Linked DNA regions of Sus scrofa: all the other regions are linked to region 1. Evidence: chromatin contacts called from public Hi-C, HiChIP or PLAC-seq and promoter capture Hi-C data. All regions are on one chromosome and are shown on one strand. Each heading gives the region's core, a stretch centred on a gene start, on an enhancer-like site or on the middle of the called end of the contact. The rest is flanking DNA. Distances are from core to core; before and after follow the strand shown.

The links. Promoter capture Hi-C pulls out the DNA fragments that hold promoters and counts their contacts. Hi-C and Micro-C count contacts between places; a contact is called where the count stands out from the background. HiChIP or PLAC-seq counts read pairs in DNA pulled down with a chosen protein or histone mark.
Region 2: a contact with region 1 is called in an H3K27ac HiChIP or PLAC-seq map of alveolar macrophages. The contact joins the promoter of PPP1R9B here to the promoter of KAT7 in region 1. A contact is called at or near these places in 1 of 47 Hi-C or Micro-C datasets (heart right ventricle) and 1 of 2 datasets of contacts at active chromatin or transcription factors (alveolar macrophages).
Region 3: a contact with region 1 is called in a promoter capture Hi-C map of liver, with 2.9 times the contacts expected there. The contact joins the promoter of PDK2 here to the promoter of KAT7 in region 1. A contact is called at or near these places in 1 of 5 promoter capture datasets (liver) and 1 of 47 Hi-C or Micro-C datasets (liver).
Region 4: a Hi-C map of liver shows a contact between it and region 1, with 9 times the contacts expected there. The contact joins the promoter of PHB here to the promoter of KAT7 in region 1. A contact is called at or near these places in 1 of 5 promoter capture datasets (liver), 5 of 47 Hi-C or Micro-C datasets (epiblast stem cells, heart right ventricle, liver and 1 more) and 1 of 2 datasets of contacts at active chromatin or transcription factors (alveolar macrophages).

Annotation. Positions count from the first base shown.
Region 1 is chr12:25,966,545-25,972,303 of Sscrofa11.1, forward strand. It overlaps KAT7 (lysine acetyltransferase 7), which reads left to right and starts at 4,432. Exons shown (of 15, transcript NM_001195359.1): 1 at 4,432-4,589. The coding sequence starts at 4,575.
Region 2 is chr12:26,332,765-26,338,547 of Sscrofa11.1, forward strand. PPP1R9B (neurabin-2) reads right to left here and starts at 4,325. Exons shown (of 11, transcript XM_003131593.5): 1 at 3,300-4,325; 2 at 2,426-3,297. The coding sequence starts at 3,798.
Region 3 is chr12:26,271,492-26,277,363 of Sscrofa11.1, forward strand. PDK2 (pyruvate dehydrogenase kinase, isozyme 2) reads left to right here and starts at 3,071. Exons shown (of 11, transcript XM_021067148.1): 1 at 3,071-3,328; 2 at 5,162-5,303. The coding sequence starts at 3,211.
Region 4 is chr12:25,607,406-25,612,980 of Sscrofa11.1, forward strand. PHB (prohibitin) reads right to left here and starts at 2,288. Exons shown (of 7, transcript XM_003131560.6): 1 at 2,207-2,288; 2 at 228-342. The coding sequence starts at 315. It overlaps LOC106505435 (a long non-coding RNA gene), which reads left to right and starts at 2,519. Exons shown (of 3, transcript XR_002337165.1): 1 at 2,519-2,597.

The sequences.
Region 1 (5,759 bases), core at 3,182-5,681:
GCCAACGCCTGGCAGTGGCCACATCGCTTACTGAACCCTTTTAGATGCCAGCAAGGAAGAAGCTGGAGGCCGTGAGGCCAGCCAGGCAAAGCTCCCAACCTCCAGGAACTCCCAGGCCTTTGAAGCAAACAATGAACAACCACACTTTGTATTTGAAATATGGTACCTATCATTTTCCTGGCTAGGGCAGCATTTGAAAGGAAATTGAGGGTCTGTTAGGGAGCTTCAAATGTAACTGAGGAGATGAGATACAGATACGAGAAGGAAAATTCACAAGAACGTACATAAAAGATTACCCCGCTACCTCTACCCTGTTGGGTTCCTCCTCCACTCTGGGTAAGTTATCATTATGGCACCATTATTATTATGATTTTTTCCTTTTTGCCATTTCTTGGGCCGCTCCTGTGGCATATGGAGGGTCCCAGGCTAGGGGTCGAATCAGAGCTCTAGCCACCGGCCTACGCCAGAGCCGCAGCAACTCGGGATCTGAGCCCCGTGTGCAACCCACGCCACAGCTCAAGGCAGCGCTGGATCGTCAACCCACTGAGCGAGGCCAGGGATCGAACCCGCAACCTCATGGTTCCTCGTCGGATTCGTTAACCACTGCGCCACGACAGGAACTCCATTATGGCACCATTCTAACTGCCACTCTGATCAGTCCTCCTCACAGCTTCCAAATAGAGATCTCTAAAGTGCAAGTTGGCATTCCCGTCGTGGCGCAGTGGTTAACGAATCTGACGAGGAACCATGAGGTTGCGGGTTCGATCCCTGCCCTTGCTCAGTGGGTTAACCATCTGGCGTTGCCGTGAGCTGTGGTGTAGGCCAGCAGTTGTAGCTCTGATGTGACCCCTAGCCTAGGAACCTCCAATATGCCATGCGTGTGGCCCTAGGAAAGACAAAAAAATAAAAATGAAAAACAAAGTGCAAGTCAAGTCGTTAGACTTCTTTGCTTAAAGTCCTTCAGAGAGTCCCCTCACCTCCAGCTCAGGCTTCTCAGCAGAACATTCAAGACTCTGCAGGACCTGGTTCCCCAAATTATTCCTGCCTCTTCTTTTGTCAATCACTGCAACCCCTGCATGCCCTTAGTCACCCCCACACAGTCCTGCTCCACAGGTCTGCGCTTTTGCACAGGCTGTTCCCTTGGCCTGGAAAGCCCCTGTTCTCCAGGTCCATTGGCAAACTTAATCGTCCTGTGAAGTTCCACTCTTACTTCATCTCTGTATGAATCCTTTTCCAAACCCTCAGTGTCCTTCTCTGTACCACTTCTGAACTTTGCTTATCTTTCTGCTGTTCCATTAATACTCTGTCGTGCTCTGGAACGACAAGCTTCCTGGCCTGGGGAAACACAATGTTGGGTTTTTTTTGTTTGTTTGTTTGGTTGGTTTTTGTCTTTTTGCCATTTCTTGGGCCGCTCCAGCGGCATATGGAGGTTCCCAGGCTAGGGGTCCAATCGGAGCTGTAGCCACAGGCCTACGCCAGAGCCACCAGCAACTCAGGATCCGAGCTGCATCTGCCACCTACATCACAGCTCACGGCAACGCTGGATCCTTAACCCACTGAGCGAGGCCAGGGATCGAACCTGCAACCTCATGGTTCCTAGTCAGATTCGCTAACCACTGAGTTACGACTGAAACTCCCGAAACACAGTGTTTTAATGCTTTAACTCAATATATAATATATAATACATAATGCCTCGGTAACATTCGGAGCCTCCTGCACTGAAGCGAGTCTCAATAGACAAAAACAAACAACCACTAAGACTATGGAAAGTTATTTTTCACAATCATTAGGATAGTCCAGCCATGACTAGGGTGACTGAAATTATAATGATCAGTAATAATGGCTATTTATTGAGCGCTTATTCTGTCAGGGACTGTGCTAAGCGCTTTACAACAATCATTTCCTTTAATCCTTATAACAGCCCTGTGACATGGCTATTGGTATCTTGACCTCACAGCTGAGAAATCTGAGGCACCAATACCTTTTAAAACTTGTCCAAGAGCAAAGCAGACAAAGTAGCAGGACTGAAATTCAAATCCAGATCTGACATCAGAGCCCAGTACTGGACACGAGAACAGCTGATGAATAAAATAAATAGGAGTTATGTTCCTATTACTTGTTTCGGGAGGAGTGAAACAGAACACCTACCAAACTGTAAAGTATATATAAATCAGTAAGTACAAACTAACATATCACTGTGCCCTACTACCTTAGAAAGAATACATCAGGAGAGACCTTCTGAAGAAAGCAAATTTTAAAGATGGTCGGGAGATGCATCAAGGCAGGAAGAAAAGCCTGTGTGAGAGCGCAAAGACAGGGAGAATAGTAGGACCACTTTTGCAAAGTCTGGCGGATGAGGATTGTCAGGGGCCCGGTCAAAGGCTTTAAACCAGCAGTTCGTGCATCACGAGCTAATTTCTGCTGGAGGGTATGCTCTTCAAGGACAAGGCATGTCTCAATGAAACTGTAAACTCTTTCGGTGTTAGCTGCAGTGTTTGAAAATGCAGTGCGAGGGATTAATGTGGAACATTTGTAATGTTGGTATTTGTATGATGAATGGCTAAGTCAGGATAAGATTTTATTCTCATATGCTAATTCCCAGGGAGGGATACTTCACCATCTTTGAGGGCTAGACATTCTGACAGTGTGAAACAGTAAACATATTTTGATTGAGGAACAAGAATTTACTATGGGTAGAGCACAGTCTGGCTGCCATTAAGGATGGTATAAAAGAAGAGAGATACGCTTTTTTTGTTGTTGTTTCGTTTTACTTTATTTTTAGGGCCGCACGCACAGCATATGGAAGTTTGAACATGGAAGTTCCACATCTGGGACCTACACCACAACTCATGGCCATGCCAGATACTTAACCCACTGAGGCCAGGGATGGAACCCACATCCTCATGGATACCAGTCGGGTTTGTTACCACTGGGCCACAACGGGAACTCCCGAGATATGGTCTTAACATAAGTGCTCTTTACCAGTAGTTGGGGAGCCAGAACACCCAAGAGTAACCTTGGGAACACCCGAGTAGGTGCAAAATAACAGTAATAGTGTGAAATTAAATAAGTTCTTTTGTGCAGTTCAACCTAAGTAGGCCATTTAAAGGTGTTTATGGTAAACATTAAAACCTAAATACTAACAGCTGCCTGTGTTATTACCAGCCCAGGATACACCCAAGGAGAGTGCTAAATAAGGGTCTGGAACTCTAATCCTTCTGAGTCCTCTGCTTAGCACAACAATCAGATGTTTACCTTCTGCTGCTTTGTTCTTTAGTTCAGCTCCAGGGGGAAATCTCCATCTTAGCTAGCCTCAGGTGAAACGGGCTCCAGGATCCTAACTTAATGACTCTTGGATTTTTTTTTTTTTTTTTTCCTCCCAGTCTCTGGGCAAAGCTTTACTCCACACAAGGCTTTTCTCCCAGCGAGGTTAAATCCTCAACGCTTGCTGTTCACTTCTCAGCCTTTTCTTACCGCTCTTCTGCCAACCTTACATCTTCCACCAACTTCTCCTTTCTAGGCAGCTAACATCAATGCCTTTCTGAGCTCCAGCTTTACTAAAAATATTCCTTCCTCTTCCTCCAACTCCTGACTCAAGCGTCTGGATTTCGAGAGGTCACTTGGGCTAATGGGGTTCAATGCTTTTCCAACTCTGGTACCGCGCACGCGCGCACACACACACACACACACTCATCCCGAGGGCCACCCAAGGCTCTCAAACCCATACAGGATGAGGGGACGAAGTGGGTGTGCTCACCACAGAGCTAAACTGGTAATTCTTTGGAGCAACAGTTTCTGGAGAATGGTTGTGTCTCCTTTCGCGAGTGAACGGATCAACATACTTGCGGTTCGCTAAAGGCAAGGACAATGTCTCCTCTACCAGACAAGAAACTTCTTCATGAAGGACGCTACCTTCTTTCTGTCCTTTCACAAGCCCCCATTCCCAGCACTGTGAGACACCGAATGGCTCTTAAAATAGTTTCTTGTGCAAAATAGCCCTTCCCAATTTTGAGTTTATGTGATAAAGGGAAACGTCCTTTAGCCAATTCGGCGACTAAGGGGTTAAACCTCAGCAACCTGATGGATTCTGGGGCTTTCTTTCCTCGACTTCAGAAATTAAAACCAAAGGGAAGGGAAATTTTGCCCATTGTAAAGATGAGAACTGTTAACTTCAACTGTCAGGCTTCTGCCCCAAACAGGAATGGCTACCCACGCCTACAGAGGATGCCATTCCCCTAACTAAAAATGGCGGGCCCCAGTTTCCACTGTCGCTGCCACTTTCTGCCCAATTCCAAAATGGCTCCCGCTAGCCTCACCGGAGGGGGAAACCTCCCAGAATCCTCTCTGGCCCTAACGTCAGGTGACGCAAGCCTCAGCCGGAAGTGGAGGAAAAAGCGCCTCAGCCCGCGGCGCCTGCGCAGAAAGGTCTAGACGCTGTGAAGCAGGAGGCACTTGGGATCGTCCGCAGGATTGGGACTGCTACAGAGGCCGCCACGGAGCCCGCCGGAGCCACCGTTCCCACTGCTGCTGCCGCCGCTGCCCGAATCGGAACCGTCGGGCCGCAGCCGCCGGCAATGCCGCGAAGGAAGGTGAGAGGAACGGGACAGGAGGGATGGCGGGTTTCTAAAGGGCAGTCGATTGAGAAGAGTGACGCAGTTGGCCACGCCTCACAGTGGTTGGGTTCCAACTTCCCGCTTCCCTGAACCTAGCTCAGCAACCCTCGCTTCTGTCCATACCCAACAGAAAAATGTGGGCCCGACTGTGGCCTCGGCCTATGCTTGCACCTATTCCCGCCCTCTGCTTGCCTGGCTCGGAGGCGTTCTTCTCGGCAATTGGTCGCTGAAACGTCTAGAAGCATGTTGATTGGCTGGCGACACCGCCCATTTGGGCCCAACGGTCACCTCCCCGCGTGTGGGGGCGGTGTCTAGGCCCGGCTCTACCGCTCTCCGACTGGATGTAGAGAACGATCCCTCTTCTCTTGATTGGCGGGGCTTGGCAGTCTGTCCTGTGGGGGCGCGGTTTAGCGGGACCGCGATTGGGTGGCACGAGTCCCCTCCCATCCGTATGGTGATGCTCATAGGAGGAGAGGCGGGGTTTGGGGAGTATCCTTCCTTTCCCCGCGGAGGACACAACAAAGCAGAGGACTGGGTGGTAGAGAAGCAGCGCCCACTCCCGAGGGATCCCTTCCAGGCCTGTTGCACCTAAGCTGCGGTTTTCCCTTATGTGCTTAGTTGGACAGCGCCTAGAAAATGAAGTTCGTAAATCGGAAACTTCCTAGAATTAAATGGGACTTGACGATGTCATCTAGGGACACCCCCATCCCTTTTCTCAGCTAAGCAGAGGCTTAAGGGAGTGCCCCAAGCCACTCAATTAGGCAATGACAGAGCCTGGACTACAGGACAAATCTAATTCAGTTCAACAAACGTTTATTGACTCTTCGCTATGTGCTGGTTGCCGAGGACTCGAAAATTAATTAGACATGATCACTGGCTTAAGGAATCAGAGTCTGAGAGGAAAACAGACATTTAAATAACTGTAGAAGGGTTTAGTAAATTCTCTACTTGGCAGTAATAAAGATTAATGGGAGGGAAGTGGAGCAATTTAATCTGCTCTGGAGTAAGATGGGAAGTAGTTGGTGAAAGCAGTAGAGGAGAGCTGAGCTCCAGGGTCATGCCAGGAAGGGATGGGCAGAGATGATTAGGGATTCAAATAGCTGGGTAATTGGATTGGATGACCTTTAAGACTCCCCTTTCATCTTA
Region 2 (5,783 bases), core at 3,075-5,574, 370 kb after region 1:
GTTGATGGTGCCGCGGTTAGACTGCCCTCCTGACATCTGGCCAGGGGACCCAAGCTCCTGGGAGGAAGAGGCCACTTTGTCTGTACAAAGTGCAAGATGCCAGGTCCACCACTGCCCAAGGTCAGGCGGGTTAGCCCGTGGCAGGGAGAGATGAGACTGTGTCCAGCTGGGCTCTGGTAGGTGGGTCACCGAGACTTTGTCCCCAGTGCACACATGATCCAGGCCCCGGGACGGGCTGGAGTGCGCCTAGACCAGGCAAACCAGCTGTGGCCCACTTCTGCATCTGTGTTCCTTAACCCTCACCTACCACTCCAACAGAGAGTCCCTTCATCCCTCAGTCTAGGTGGTGGCCTGGGTCAGCCAAAGCCCGCCCCCAGGCATGAGCACACGCAATCACACACACGCACACACTGTGACCTCCAAAACACCCTCCCAGCCTGTCTTGCGCTTTGCCCTCCCCTCGCTTCTCAGCCTATCGAATCCTGCCCCCTGCAGGAAACCCAGGCCTCGCCGGGCTCAGAGGCCCCCCGACCACCACTCGCATGGCCCACCACCATAGGGCCAGCCTATCAGAGGGCCCCGGACCCAGTCCAGATGGCAATCCAGATGACAATCGGGACTGGAGCTCCGTCTTCAAGAGCAGCCTCCGTAAAAGGAGCAATTGGGTCACCCGAGGAACACAAGACCCTGGACTTAATGTCAATGCCGGGGTGGGGACAGAGAGGAGGAACTCCCCCAGCAAGGTCAAAAGGCAGACACACAAAGGCGGCCCCACACACCACAGGCTCCCACACTCAGGCGAGCAGCAGTCACCAGGGAGTCAGGGAGCGCTGCTCTAAATCATGCGCTATTTTTTACCCAAGAATCAGGGTAAGGTGTCAAATATAGACAGGCAGAGGCTCGACACTGAAAGACCAAACTCCACCTCCGAGGGGACCGGGCAGCTCAAAGAACTGCTGGCGGTGGTGGGGGATAGGGTGGTCCCTTCCACGGGCCTCAGTGTCCCAAGAAAACACCCCATAAGCTTCGATTCGCTCTCTCCGGGATCCCAGGACCTTCAGGAGGGGAGAGGCGGGGGGGTGGGGGGGTGGGGGTGGAGACAGGGCTTGCAAGGTCACAGTCTGGGGGCAGGGGCTGGCTTGGGAAGGGAGTAGCACTTTTGAAAGATGGGAGAGGAAGAGAGGCTAAGACACGGGGGGCAGGTGAGAGGAAACTTGGGCAGCTTCAGGTCTGGGAGTAGTTATGGAAACTTGGATCAAACAGATGGGGCTTCGGCTCGGGAGGGGTAAAGGCTAGACTTGCCTTGGCCTGGACATCCTCTTGAAGCACAGCTGAGCCTGGGTGGTGGGCAAGCGCCTTGAGGCCGCATGTGCCAGCCAAGAAGGGAGGGTAGTAGAAAGTGGGGTGGGAGGCTAGGGTTCTTGGTTCTCCCAGGGGATGTCCCCAGCCCCATCAGCATTGTCCTGAGGATCTCAGGGCACTGGCACAAACCCACAAACCAATCACCAATTGTGTGTGTGTGTGTGTGTGTGTGTGTGTGTGTTGGGGGGGCAGATGAGACACCCCCCCCTCTTCCCGAAAGGGCTGCTCCCATCCCTCTTTCAGGGCACCAGGAGGATGAGGCAAGAGTGCTTGGAGGCTGTCAAGGCCAAGGGCAAAAGCAGGAGGGCAGCTGCCAGGCACCTGAAGGTTTCTCAGCCCCACCCCCCTTTCCGAGCCTCCTCAAAAACTGCGGAAGGTGCCTGCCCCCTGTGGAACCCTGCACCCCCAGCTCCGGTGTGGGCCCCGCACAGACCCCAGGGAACAGGGCCCCCAGTCACATGTCCCCAGCCCAGCTCACCCTCAAAGACTTGCTTCCTCCTTTCACTTCTGCAAAGTTGGGGTGAGGGCTACAGAAGAGTCTGCAGGAAGGGCTTCCGGCCCCTGCCCCTTCCTTTTGGGAAGTTCCCGGCTCCTCCCTCCCCTGTGCAGCTCCAGCGCAGGGAGAAAGCAGGGGGGTGTTTCTAAGCTCCCCTGGCTCCTCCTGCCCAGAGGAGAGTTAAGGACCAAAGTGCGGAGGCGCTCCTGAGGTCAGGCACATCCTCCCGTCACCCAAGCCCCCGCCTCCAGCAGCCTCTGCAGGTGTCCGAGCAGCCGCGCAGGGGCAGGGCGCTGTGCCCCTGCCCCAGCGCCGGGCAGGGCAGCAGGCAGAGGAACCTGCAGGGGCAGGTCGGGGCAGGCCACCCAGCCTCAGGCCAAAAAATCCTCCTGCTCTGACGCACAGCTGGAAGTCCCCCACGCCCCCCTCGGGGAATTACTTCTGGGAAGGGGGCTGGGTGACAGGGCTGACTCAGCCTGCCAAACCAGGCTGGCAGGCTGGCGAGGTGGGGGCGACAGCGTGCACGTGGCAGGGGCGGCGCGGGGGCGGGGAGGGGGGCTCACTTACTTGGATGGGCGCCGTGCTGAAATGAATCTTCCGGCTCGGGGCCGGGTCCTCTTCCTCCGAGAGCCCCGGGATCTCCACGCAGCCCGACTCGGGCTCATAGGGGGGCTCCCCCTCCTCATCGTCGTCTTCATCGTCCTCCTCCAGGGCACTGCCCCCAGAGTCCTCCCCCAGCCCACTGTAGGCGCTCACATCCACCAAGTCCGCCTCCGAGAAGTCCTCCTTCTTGGACTCGTCCGCCTCCTCCGGGGCCACGTCCGGGGCCCGACCATTGCCCACCCCTCTCTCAGGCGCCGCCACGGTCGCTGCCTCCTCCTCGGGGGCCGCCTGGGCCTTCTGTTCCTCGGGCGCGGGACTGGCACTGGTTGCCAAGGCGCTGCCATTCTCCAGGGCCGCGTGGACCGTCACCTCCGCTTGGATCACCTCCGCGGGCGCTGCCTCGGCCTCCGACTCCCCGCTCTCCTCCACCTCCACCGGCTTAATCTTGCGCACCTCCCGAGGCTTGGGGGGCGGCCGGGCGGGGGCCACTCGGTGTTGCGGGGGCTGCTGGCCCCCGGGGCCACGCTCCTTCTCGGCCGGGGCATCCCCCGACGGGGCGGGCGGCGGCGGGGGCGGCTGGAACACCCGGGATCGCTTGCTGACCAGCTTCGAGTTGACCTGGGGAGCCCCAGCGCCCGGGGCCCTGGGCAACCCGGGCCCGCGGTGGAGGCCGGTCCTCGAGTCGGCCTTCTCGAAGACAGCGCTGAGCTGGCTGACGGTCGGTGACACGGCGTCGGCGTCGAGCTTGTCCAGCGCCTCGGTGCTGCCGTTGAAGCGCACCACGACGTCCAGCTTCCGGTCCTGCAGGCCCGCGCGCTCCTGCCTCAGCAGCCGCCCGCCGCGGCCTCCTTATCGCCGCCCGTGGCCGCCGGGACGCTCCGTTCGAACAGCTTCCGCGTCTCCTGCAGCCGGGACGGCGGGTGCGGCGGCGGCGCAGGCTGCGCGGAGGGCGCGGGCTTGGAGTCGAAGCGGCTCACGCGCTCCGACACGCTGGTGCCCAGCTTGAGCAGGGCGCTGTGGTCCACGTTCTCGTTCAGGCTGCTGGCCCGCGGCAGCGACAGGCGCACGCCGCGCTCGGGCGCCCGCAGGGCCTCGGTGGGGCCCGCGCCGCCGCCCGCCTCGCCCGGCGCGCCTGCCGTGGTGCCCATCTGCAGGAACATACTTTTGATGCGGTGGACGTTGGAGCCATATTTCTTGTGGTGGGCCGCCTTGGGTGCCTCGTCGGGCCCGGGCGCGTCGGGCGGCTTCAGAGCCTGGATGCCCGCCTCGTAGGCGCTGCGGTGCGGGGAGGCGCTCCGGAGGGGACCCCCGGGCCCCCGCGGCTCCGTCTTCATCATAGTGGGGGGAGCCGGGTTCGCATCCCCACGCTTCCCGCTCCCCCCTTCCAACAGGCGGCTGGCCAAGTCGGGACCACCGCCCCCTCCCCCAGAATAAAGGAACCCCAAAAGGCCTTTTGTAGGCTTCCCCCAAAAGCAGCTGCCAAAAACAGTAACCTCGCTTTAAAAAAAAAAAAAAAAAAAAAAAAAAAAGGCTAAAAAAAAAAAAATCTCCCAGCTCCCTGTGTGGGTCGCCTCCCCTAATCAAGCTGCCAAAGGCAGCCAGCCCCTCTGCCAAAGGCCGAGCGGCCTGGTACGGTCTCCCCCACCCAAATTAGAAAAGCGGCGGCCGGGGCGGGTGGGACCGCGCGCCCTGCCCGCGAAGCAGCGGCGGAGGCGCCGGCTCACATCGTCCGAGGCGGTGTCAGCGGGGCTGGTAGCCCGGGCGCCCCCCACCCCGGCCGGGGGCCTTGGCTCTCGGGGAGCCCGGCACCTGGGCGCCCATGGCTGCTCGGCCGGCCCGAGCCGCTCCGCCGCCGTGCCACCCACCCTCCCTCCCTCCCCCCCGCGCCCCGAGCCTCGGTCTTTCTCTGGCTCTGCCCGAGCAGCGGCTGCCCGAGACCGAGCGGCTGCCCTTCTCGCCGCCGCCGCTGGGGGACTGGCACCTCTGGGTCCTAAAGGGATCGGATTTCCGGGGCCGGAGCCTGTGAGCCCTCCCCTTCCCCTCCACCCTAATGTATTCCCTCCCCTGCCCGTCCCTCGCCGCAGCCGTGCCCTGACCCCAGAGGCTGGCTAGTCCTCCTGAAGCCTTCCATCCCAACCTCTGTGGCTTTTCACAACCCACGTAACTGTACCCCTACTAAATACTGGGGGGGAGGCGATCCACCATCGTGGTCTCCGGTGCAGCCCTTCTCTACCCCAGACGTGACGGGAGAACGGTGGGGAGGGGCAAACGATCATTTCCTTCAAGGTCCTTGGAGCTCCCTATTATGATCCACTTTGAAATTTTCAAAAATTCCGATTTCTGGATCCTCTCTCCCCCAAGCTTTGTGAGGCGGAGTCTCCGAGGCTGGCCCCGGAACCTGCATTTGAACAATCTCCCCTAGGAAAGCTTTTGCACCCTTTAAGGTGTGACACCTTGGCCCCGCGGAGATGGTGGAGAAGGACGGGGAGGGGAGAAACCCCCCTCAGCACCCAGGTGGCAGCCGGAAGCTGGCCTTTGACCTCTGGAAGTCTGCAGATGGTGTCCTCCCCTGCGCCCAGGCTGGAGAGGAGGAGCGGAGTCCCCCATCTTCATGCCCCCGACGAGGGCACTCATGCCTCTCAAACAGGAAGAAAGTGTTTGGGAGGAGGAATTCTGGAGCCTGGGGCCAGAGTTTCACCAGAGAGAGCTCTAGCTGTGTCTCTGATCTGAAGACACACTGTGTGCATGTGTGTGCGGGGAGGGAGGGGGAAGGGTGGCAGGGGCCTTCACATCCCCCACCCTGGCAGCTTGTCTTCAGGGTCCCCCACCCGCCACACACACAGCCAGAGGCCTGGGGTTGCCCTCTCCCCTTTCTCAGCTGCCAGGGCCTGGGAGGGAAGGTCCACTCCCTAGACCATGACAGATCCAGATGTACCGCTTCACCGCCCGGATCCCAGAACCTGATGAACACTGTGGACCCTAGGACCCAGAGAACAACTCAGGCACAAAGCCTCCCCCCACTCCCAGCTGCTTCCTGCATCTCAGGCCTTCCTGCGGGGCCTCTGCCTCCTCCCCCGCCCTCTTCCCTTCCATCCTCTTCCTCTTCTTCCCAATTTCCCACTTCCCCCTCCCCCGCCCTTTGCCTAGAAGGGCTGTCAAAAGGAATCCACTCAGCCCCCCCAATGTGCGGGTTTTGTGGGATAGAAACCGGTCAGCACGTGCAAAAGAGCGTGGGGGATGGGGTGTGGGAAGCCGCCTGGGAACCTTGAATATTGGGACGGGGAGGGGCCAGGAACCACAGGATTGGATCTAGAGGCTGGCA
Region 3 (5,872 bases), core at 1,821-4,320, 300 kb after region 1:
TTACACCCAGCCTCAGGGTTTCCTTTTACTTGAAGGTTGACAGTTAATTGTCTTTTTGTTTTCTGGGTTTTTTTTTTTTCTTTTTGGAGCCACACCCAAGGCATGTGGATGTTCCCAGGCTAAGGGTCGAATTAGAGCTGTAGCTGCCGGCCTACACCACAGCCACAGCAACACGGGATCTGAGCCACATCTGTGACCTACACCCTGGCCACGCTGGACCCATCACCCACTGAGCGGGGCCAGGGATCGAACCCACATCCTCATGGATACTAGTTGGATTCGTTTCCACTGCACCACAACAGGAACTCCAATAATAGTTTTTGATGTGGTGGTGGTTTTTGTTTTTCGGGGTTTTTTTAATGGTCGCACCTGTAGCACATGGAAGTTCCCAGGCTGGGGGTCGACTCCAAGCAGCAGCTGCTGCTGGCCTGTCACAGCCACAGCAACGGCAGGATCGGAGCCGTATCTGCGACCTATGCCATAGCTCAGGGCAAAGCCAGATCCTTAACCCACTGAGCAAGGCCAGGGATTGAACTTGCATCCTCTATATCAGGTTCTTAACCCACTGAGCCACAACAGGAACTCCCAAATTTCACAGTAATAGCCATAGCTGCCGTTTATTGATATTTACAGTGCACCAGGCACAGGGATCCACTTTTTTTACATATAATATTTCATATACTCTTCCAGGCACCTTGAAGACCGCATTCACCAACATCATCCATGGTCTAACTGCTGGTTTGGCGGTCCTCTCTGATACCGCTGTGGCATGTCTTCCCCGGGGACCCCAACTTCTTTTTTCACCTTTTCTCTTCAGTGTGCTGGATGCAGCGCCTGGTGTTGGAGACAGAGCCGTGAATCAGACCGAGATAGCCCTGCCCTCCAGAAGCTTAAAGTCTCTTGGGGAGACAGAGGAACAGATGATGACACTTCGTGTAAAGGAGTTAAAATGGGTGTTAGATCGGGAGATCTAAGGAAACTTTGGAGGGAGCCCATAACCCAGCCGGGCAGGTCAGGGACCTGAAGACTGAGTAAGTGAAAGTGAGAAGAAAGAATGATCCAGGAGTTCCCATCGTGGCTCAGGAGTTAACGAATCCGACTAGGAACCATGAGGTTGTGGGTTTGGTCCGTGCCCTTGCTCAGTGGGTTAAGGATCCGGCGTTGCCATGAGCTGTGGTGTAGGTTGCAGACGCGGCTCGGATCCTGGATTGCTGTGGCTCTGGCATAGGCTGGTGTCTACAGCTCCGATTCGACCCCTAGCCTGGGAACCTCCATATGCCACCAGAGCGGCCCAAGAAATGGCAAAAAAAAAAAAAAAAAAAAAAAAAAAAAAAAAAAAAAAGAAGAAGAAGAAGAAGAAGAAGAAGAAAGAATGATCCATACATAAGAGACAGCATTTGCAACAGCACGGAGATTGGAGACTGGTTCAAGGCAGTGGATCAGTGTGGCTGGGAGTTGAGCAGGGGAAATGTGGAGAGATGAGGCTGGAGAGTTAAGCCAAAGCAGACCATGTGAGAACTGGAAAGGCTGCAGGAAGAAGTGGCGAGCCAGCAACAGGCTATGAGCAAGAGAAGTAACACGGTCAGAGCTGCAGTTGAGAATGACCTCTGAACCTGTTTCCTCATCTACAAAATAGAGATAATAATAGCACAATAGAGCTGTCCTGAGAAGTAAATGAGATAATGAATGCAAACAGTGCTTGGCACATAGGTTATTATTCATTCAGCTAAGAGAGTCCCCTTCATTGTGAGGCCTTGCTCATAGCTCTGCATAGGCTATAATCATATTCTGTTATAACTATTTATTTATTTATGCAGCTCTCTCCCAGACTGAGAAATGAAACGATCGAAGGAAAAGGCAGTGTCCCAATCTTGTCTCTTTCCCTGTCCCAGCACAAAGCCTAAAATTTATTATGCCATTGGTGAATGTGAGCCCACGACTGAACAGCGAAAAACACCTCAAGGGGGTGGGGGGAGAAGCGAGGGACTTACCGCTCTCGACCACAAGAGGGCGCGCGCTGGGTTCCCACGAGAGAGCCGGTTGGCTGAGGAAGGGCGGGCTCTCCGCCTCCAGCACCAATCATCTCCCAGGACCTTTCTCTAAGAACGCTCAGAGCGAAAAAGGTTGCTTTCTTAGGTCCAAAGAGAAGAGAATAAAAAAATAAAAGTGTTTTGGGAGTTTCCCTCGTGGCTCAGCGGAAACGAATCTTACTAGCATCCATGAGGATGCAGGTTCGATCCCTGGCCTCGTTCAGTGGGTTAAGGGTCCGGCGTTGCCATGAGCTGTGGTGTAGGTCGCAGACGCGGCTCGGATCCCGAGTTGCTGTGGCTCTGGCGTAGGCCGGCAGCTACAGCTCCGATTTGACCCCTAGCCTGGGAATCTCCATGTGCCGCTAGTGCGGCCCTAAAAAGACAAAAAAAAAAAAAAAAAGTTTTTTGAAAACTTCATTGTAGCACTGATGGTAAGGGTTGCCTCTGCCGCCTCCAGGTGTTAATTAGGAGGTTGACTGACTTTTTTAACTGGAAAAGCAACATGCCGCCTTTTCATGAGCTGCTTGGATCTTTGTGATACGAGGGACTGACGTGGGCTCGCATCCAGATCCCGAAGTTAGCAAACATTCAATCTGAGTCACTGTCATCTGAATTGGGAACCCACTAGACCCCCTAAGGGAGAGCAGATGGGAATCAAGATAGGTGAATCGGGACACTTTGGGAGGAAATGGGGTGCGCTGACAGCTACCGGAACAATCTCAGAGACGAGACGTGAAGGAGTCTGAGGAGGGAGCGGGGAAAGGAAGGAGTAGAATAGGTATGGGAATAACGAGCCTCTGGGAAGGGAGGGGTTAACCCCTATGGGCGGGGAGGAGGAAGGGCGGGGTGACACCCGGGAGGCGGGCTCTCCGCCCGGCCTCCCGAAAACAACAGGCCGCTCCGGGCAAACACGGAGTTAAGGGGGCGGGCCCAGGGGGCAGCCACGTGCCGGGGCGAGAGGCAATTGGCTCTCCGGAAGTTGTTTGTGAGCGGCCATTGGCGACGTCGGGGCGCCGCGACGAGCCGATTGGCCGGACTCGGAGCCCCGCCAGGGCGGTGGTGGGGAGGAGGCGGCCTGGGCGGCGCGGGACCCGAGTGGGCCAAGCCGAGCGCCAACGCTGCCCGCGCGGGGTGCGGAGCCCGAGCCCGAGCCCGAGCCCGAGGCGCGGCCGCCGCTGCCATGCGCTGGGTCCGCGCGCTACTGAAGAATGCGTCCCTGGCAGGGGCGCCCAAGTACATCGAGCACTTCAGCAAGTTCTCCCCGTCCCCGTTGTCCATGAAGCAGTTTCTGGACTTCGGTACGAGGGGGCGGGAGGCGGCTGGCCACCGGGACCTGCGGGGGAGGGGGGGCTGGGGGGGAGGAAGGCGTCCTGGCCGTGAAGGGTTAACACGGAGGTTGAGAGAGACCGAGTGACGGGAAGGGTTGGCTTGCAGGGGTCCAGGCAGGAGAGGGTTAACGGAGAGGCCGGAGGCAGCCGGCCTTAAAAGGGTTAGGGCACCCCGGCTGGAGAGACTAGGCAGTGGGAAGTGGGGGCGCTGAGGAGGGATCGGAGGTATCTTCTCGGGCTTTGTGAGGGGTCTTGGTGAGGAAGGGGCAGTGAGGCGGTGATGTTAGGGCTGGAAGGCACGAAAGGGTTCCTGGGGTTGTTCTGGCGATTCTAAGAGTGAGGGTCAGAGAAGAAATGGGCCGGGATGCTGGTGGCTGTAAGGAGGCAGGGCTGGGAGGCACAGCCATCTGGAAGGAGACCTGTGCAGGGCAGACGTGGAGGGGTCAGTTGGGGGCAGGGGCTCTCTCAGATGAGTCAACAGGAGGGACACCCTGACCAGTACACCTCCGCCCACTGAAGGAGCTGCCCTCCAGCTGTCCCAGTGGGCAAGGACACTTGAAGATCAAATCTGCTGTGGCCTGGCCATCTGTCTCCAGCTGGGCAGGGGTCTGGGGCGCTGTGAGGTGCAGTCGGGTGCCTTGTACCCACCCTTGGCTGCCCCTGGGTTCTTGTGCCAGGGTGGCCTAACACCCCCCACCACCACCACCATTCTGGGGGTGGCTCTGGAGCCAGAGCAAGGCTGTGCCAACGTGGTGACTGAAACAGGCATTGTGTGGTCCCTGTCTGTTCCCACCGTGTTTCCATGGTGCCAGCTGGGGATTAGAAGGGGGGGTGCCCCTTCTCTCAAGAGTTGAGGAGAGACAGTGCCTGGCTCAGGTTACAGCTGCGTCACTGATGGCAGGCGGGGGAAGGTGGCAGTCAGGACACGGGGCACCTGTTCCCCAAGACCTGTCTGCCTGAGCTCCTCCCGTGTAGGAAAGCCTCCAGAGCCCCCTCTCAACCCCCTGCAGCTGCCCAGCCCGGCCTGGACCCCAGTTACAGAACTGTCACAGCTGGGAAGGGCTCAGGGTAGAGTCTGGTTCCCTCGGGGTACAGCGGGGGAAGCAGACCTTCAGAAGGATGGGGTACAGCAGGGGAAGCAGACCTTCAGAAGCATGGTGACGTGCCTTGGGTGACAGAGTTGGAAGCAGAAGCTGGACTTAGAACCCAGGTCTCCTGACTCTAGGCCATGGCCCCATCCAGTCCTCCACCACCTCTTCATCTTGAAGCCAGACCAAAGTATTGGGCCCTGGTTCTCAACCTTGTCCACCTCACAGGTGGGTGGGCATTAATGTAGGGGCAGCCCTACAATGGGCATAAAGAGGTGACACCAGGACCCTGCAGCTGCTGTGGTCCCAGCATAGCTCCCCTTAGCCAGGGGCGGGAGGGTGCTCATCTCAAGGTAGGGATAGATTTTCCAGGCTCCTCTGCCCACTTGGATCCACCCCCCTCAAAGTGGGTTGTGTGTCTGCTGGGAGGGAAAGAAAGAGAAGAAGCTGGGATGGAGGTCACAGTGAGCCCAGATGGCCCTGTCCCCCGGGGTTGGGTTCAGCTGCAGGTGGAGAGAGCATGCAGCCTCCCTAAGGATGAGGCTGGGTGGTGTGGCGGTCACTGCAGAGGTCAGGAGGGGCTCCTTGTCCTGTGCCTTGGCTTCTTCTGAACCCTCAGGAAATGAAGGCTTTAGAGATCTGACCCCCAAGAAACCCCCTGGCTCCTGTGCATGGTTCATGACTCTATGGGGCTCACCCTTCCCTCTCCCACCAGGATCCAGCAATGCCTGTGAGAAAACCTCGTTCACCTTCCTCAGGCAGGAGCTGCCAGTGCGCCTGGCCAACATCATGAAAGAGATCAACCTGCTTCCCGACCGGGTGCTGAGCACACCCTCGGTGCAGCTGGTGCAGAGCTGGTGAGACCCCTGGCTAGGTCCCTGCACCTCCCGCTCCATTGCCAGATGCCCTCTGCCCACCGCAGCCTTGAGAGAGATGGGGACCGAGGGGAGGCACCAGGGCTCCAAGAGGGCAGGAGTTCCCTAGGCCAGAGCAGGGACTAGGACCAAGCTCCTAGCCTCCATGTCTAGGGAACAGCCCTCCACCTTCCGCCCTACAGTCTCTGGAAGCATGGGATCCACGTAGGAAATGATCCTTTTCACAGCCCCAAACCCCAAAGCAGGCTAATGTCAGCATTTGGCCCCAACCCGGTTCTGAAAACATAGCACCTGTTGGGTAATACCCATCTGGGGCACCTTGGTGGGAAACAGAAATAGGGAGAAGCAGATCTTCAAATTATGTAATCCGCACAAGTCAGCCTATTTGGGAGGATGGAAAACATGCAAATAGACACAGGGATGGCACCATACCAACCCCAGAGAGCTTCGGACGGGCAAAGACCAAAGTTTATTGCAGAGCAGCCATAGCAGAGAGAAATCCTCAGTAAAGTTCAGGCGAAACCTCTGTCCAGGAGTTCCCGTTGTGGCTC
Region 4 (5,575 bases), core at 1,038-3,537, 360 kb before region 1:
GGCTGGGAGGCTCTCTGTGAATCTAGGCTCCGAGAGAACCTTACAGCTACAGGGACAGAGGCTCTGATGACAATGCAACTATACGGTGTTAGGATGGTGGCAGGTCAGTCTTTGGTCACAAACACATTCACGGACAGCGGCTGCCCACAGGAGTGTCACATGGGCCAGGCAGACCAACAGACATCTTCTGGCAAAGGGCAGTGGCCCACCACCCTTCAGTGTCTCACCATTATACAAGGCAGAGTTCACCACGCCTCCTGCAACGGCTAAGGCCAGGCCAAACTTGCCGATGGACTCAAACACCTTGGCAGCCATGTCTCCTTCTGCTGGACCCACTCACACCTAGGGGTGAAAATAAAATAAACAAAAGACTAGATCCCAAAATCCCGAGAGAAAGCCCTCTCTGAGACATCACGGGTACTTCTGAAGCTGGCTGTTTATTTCTCCATTCTTTTTTTGTTTTTTTGTTTTTGGTCATTTTAGGGCCACACGTGTGGCGCATGTAAGCTCCCAGGCTAGGAGTCAAATTGGAGCTGTAGTAGCCAGCCTGTGTCACAGGCATACCAGATCTGAGCCTCATCTTTGACCTACAAGGCAGCTTTCCGCAACACCAGATCCTTAACCACTGATCGAGGCCAGGGATCGAACCCTTGTCCTTATGGTTAGTAGGCGGGTTTGTTACCACTGAGCCACAACGGGAACTCCATTATTTCCCCATTCTTGAGAGCTTTGAATCATCCACTGAAGGACATTTCATAAATAACACTCTGCAGCTTTCAAAGGGTATTATCAATCCCTTTGCTTTTCTTTTTTCTGCTGCTTTTTTTCTACCACTTAAGAAAAGGGGCCTGGGGATGTTCCAGCACAACGGGTCAGTGGCATCCCTGCGGTGCCAGGACCAAGGTTCAATCCCTGGCCCAGCACAGTGGGCTAAAGGATCTGGTGTTGCTGCAACTGCGATTTGGGTATGATCCTTGGCCTGGGAACTCTATATGTTGTGGGGCAGCCAAACAGGAAACAAAAAGAAACAAAAGGAAAAAAGGGGGCCTGGGGCAGGTGGTTCAAAATGCAGGAGTTCCTGTCGTGGCTCAGTGGTTAATGAACCTGACTAGTATACATGAAGATGTGGGTTCGATCCCTGGCCTCGCTCAGTGCATTAAGGACCTGGTGTTGCCACAAGCTGTGGTGCAGGTTGCAGATGTGGCTCCGATCCCTCGTTGCTGTGGCTGTGCTATAGGCCGGCAGCTGCAGCTCCAATTCGACCCCTAGCCTGGGAACCTCCACAGGCCTTGGGTGCAGTGCCCTAAAGGAAAAAAAAAAAAGGAAGAGGGCATGGGATTATGGGATTGATACTTGATACTTAGCACCACACCAGACCACCCTCCCCTTTCCTGGAGAGGCAGGCCCCAGGAGAGTCTGTGTGGTTAATTCCTTGGAATTTGGGCTCAGAAAAGAATGTGATTACAACAGCAAAAGAATGACACTAGGCAGTCTTCCTCACATCAACCTCTATGAGGATTACTACAAAGGAGGAAACTGAGGCACACAGAGGTCACAGGAGGAGCCTAAGATCACACAGCTAGCAGTGATGCAACCAGGATTAGAACCTGGAGGTCTCGTTCTAGAAGGCAGAGCTAAACTCCTGACCCTGCTGCTGCTTATCATCCGGGATTGAGAACGACCTGTTGTTACGGAAGCACAGGCTGGATGACATTCTGGGGCCAACACACCACAAGAACCAACTGGGCCAGAAAGGCCCTAAACGGCTGCAAAGCGAGAGGGAGAGGGGCGGGGTGGGCGGGAGCAACGCCGATCTCACTCGAATCCACTCAAGCACTTAACTTTGTCTTGCTCCGCCCCATAGTGGTCATCCACTTCGGCCTCCCCTCCCTCCTCCCCAGATCACAACTTCTGAGACTACCCTGACCTCTCCCCGTGCATTTAAATATTTCTCTACCAGACCTGAATTCCCGGTCCTGACCCCTCAGCCTTTCCATTTCTAACAGCTTCTGGATTATTCCTCACCCTGCCCCCATACACACCTCCTTACTCTAACGCAACCTCCTCCCAGGCTCACCCCCGTTCCCTTCCGACACCAGGTGGACCCACGCACTCGTCCCACCGGCCCAAACTTCAAGGCATGGGAGCTCAGAGGGACCACGGAGACAACCCGTCGGGGGCCGCAACCACCCTGCTCCATTCTCACCTGCTTCCACTCTGACCTCCACATGAATTCCCCAGCCACACATACCGCGCATGCGCCGCGCAGCTCCTCCTCTTCCCCCCAGCTCTCCTTCCAAGATCCGCGTCTTTGATTGGCAGGGACTGGCGCTGTGCGTTCTGGGAAGCGTGGCTTGCGGCGGTACCCTGGTTCCCGGGCTCTTCGCACGGGAACTACAATTCCCAAAAAGCCATGCAGCGGCCGGCCCGAGCTGAAAGCTTTTTCTCTTTGGTGGTACTAAATGCCCAGGGTTGCCGCAAAGCCTTTTGGGGGCTGTAGTTTCTTGGGAGAGAAATGCACGTGCCTGTTCTGAAGCGATCCTAGAGCCCCCGAAGATGGGCCCTAAGGCTCTAGGAAAGAGTGGCTGAGACTGCTGGTAGGTGGCGAGGATGGGCAGAGGAAAGGTTGATCACTTTGGAGAAAGTTGTGAAGTAACCGGTAGGCTGAGAGGTGAAGGGGCTGTCTTCTTTTCTTTCCAAAGAAAGAAGTGTTTTGAGTTGTGGGACATGGATAGCCAGGGAACGTTAGAAACCATCTGGACTAGAAAATGAGGCCCAGATAGAAAGGGATTCATTCAGGGTCTTGCACCAATTTAGCAAAGGGGTTGGGCTTAAAGTTAGGGTCCCATGGGTACTTTTTTTTTTTTTTTTAAAGTCTCTTTGGAGTGGTTGCATGCATCGTACAAAGAACACGTGAAAACCTTACTGAAGGTTCATCTTTTGCTGACAATTTGCTCCATTTGCTTTGTCGCTCTAAAACAACAAAACAGCCAGTTATTTTACCAGTAAATTGGGTTTATTTGGGAACATCACTGAATTGCAATTCTGGACATGCAAACTTTGGCACCCTGCAGGCAAGTGTGCAGAGCAAAAAAGACCTTTTTTTATGTTGGAGAAGGGGGAGCTGGGAGGGGCTGTTATAAACAAAGAGTTAGAGGAAACAATTTGAAGTGTAGTGGCTTTTTATTGGCTGAATTGTGACGGTCTCTTATTGGCTGGGCTGTTGCTGGACGAGGAGAAAAATTTCCTTCCTCCTCCTGGATAGAAAAGTGGTACCCTTCTTCCTGTTGGGGATGCAATGGTAGCTCTTCCTCTTGGGTCTCTAGCTGTTGGTAGGGTGTGAGAGTTCCCTATTCTGGCCTTCCTGGCTCAATGTAAAATGAGCTTTCTCTTTATTAATTTTCACATCTTATAAGTTGTTGCCTCCTCTCCCTCCCTCGCTTCTCTCTCTTTGTATTTTCTAAGAGTAAGGATATCCTCTTATATATCTTTAATAAGTTCCATCTACTCTCTGCATTCCACTTTCCCCCCAGTGATCCAATAGTGAACTTCGTAGCAGTCTACACACACACACACACACGCCCCTGCTCCGTACAGGATGCAGTCCAAGATTAGGTCTTGTGTTTATTTTTCATGTCTCTTTAGTCATCTTTAATTTGTCTTCAACTTTCCTTGCTTTTTATTACATTAAAACAGGGAGGGGAAAAAAAAGAATGTTTCTCATTTTGCATTTGTCTGATGTTTCCTCATCATTAGATTCAGGTTTTGCCTTCTTAGCTGGGCTACTACCCAACTGGTATATGGACACATAATTGTAATGAAACCAGGCCCATTTCTGGATTCTAGTAGGACTGAATTCTTTCAACGTCTTTTCCTTGCATTCCTACCCTCTCTGTCCCCCTTCTTTGCCCCCGCTTGGCATGAATGATCAGAGCTATGGATGGCAGAACTCTTCAGGTGGTATGAGTTTGCCTTACCCGCCCACAGTCTTTTCCACTGCCTACCAGAATGCAAGCTCTATGAGAGCTGAATGTTTAGTCTGCTCTCTCCATTGTTCTATTCCCAGAACATACAACAGTGCTTGGCACACAGTGGACACTCAATAAGTATTTGCTGAATGAATGAATAATGAAGGATGTTGAAGTGGCTGGGTAGGCGGGCTGTGGCCAAGAAACACAAGGCAGGATGCTCTAGAATCCTGCAAAAATAGCCTTTGCATTGTCTGCTTCGACTGTTTTTTTTTTTTTTTTTTTGCTTTTTAGGGCTGCACCCACAGCATATGGAGGTTCCCAAGATAGGGGATCTGAGCCACATCTGTGACCTTCACCACAGGTCACGGCAACGCCGGATCCTTAACCCACTGAGTGAGGCCAGGGATCAAACCCGCAACCTCATGGTTCCTAGTCGGATTCGTTTCCACTGCACCATGACAGGAACTCCACCTGCTTCAGTTCTAATCTCACTAGCAGGAATGCTGAAAATAGGAAAAGAAACTAATTTTTATATGTTCTATAATTTTCCAGTCTTTGTACCTACACCATTCCACTCAAGTATCATTACCACCCATTATCCCTCTACAGATAAGGAAGGTGACGTTCAGAGGTTAAGTGGGCCTGCTTGTGGTCCCTCACCCCTAGTTAGAACCAGACTAGAGCAGAACACACATCTAGGTTTCAGCCCTGTATTTTTTCCCACTTCTCCACCTCGTGTCCTGGGAAGCAAAGGCAGCAAGAAAGCTCACATGACAAGAGGGCATTGTGGGGACCTGAGCTGGTTGTAGGTGGAGAGGTGGGGCGGATAAAGGATAAGGATACAGAGGAAGGTATCTGGGACTGATACAATTGTGCAAAAATTAGGGCAAGAGCAGCCTTGGTGCTTTAGGAGTGGATCCAGTTTATTGCTACCCAGAGCATTTACCCCTTCAGCTCTTCTTCCCACTCGGGTGTGCAGGTTGGAGCCAAGGACAAATACATCTTGCACAGTGACTGTGCACCAGTTGTTTCATAAACACATAATCTTATTTAACCCTGTGTTCATCCTCCCATTTTGGAAATGAAGAAATGGAGATTCAGAGAAGTCAAGCAACTTGCTTACAGTCACACAGTGGATACATGACTGATAGGCCTGATACCATAGCCCATGCTGTTTCCAAGCTGTGGCAATGTGTGACCTGTAAGTACTATCTGAACAAAAGTTGATGCTGGTGGCCCAGCAAGTTAAGGATCCAGCATGTCACTGCTGTAGCTCTGGTTTCTGCCATGGTGCAAGTTCGATCTCTGGCCTGGGAACTTCCACATGCTGCAGGTGTGACTAAAAAAAAAAGAAAAAAAAAAAAGAAGAAAAATGTTGGTTCTACTTTCAGGCTCAGTGCCAACCTGGGAGGTGTGGTCATGAAAGCACCTAATTATAGGAAAGCATCTCTTTTTCTTCATTTAGCACACAGATATTGACAGCTTCTTGGGTCATGCTGAATACTGGGGATACGGTAATGAGAAAGATGGGGAAGGTTGCTGTCCTCACGGAGGTTACAATCTGGGCCGAGGGAAGACATAGACAGACAAAGACAAGTACACAA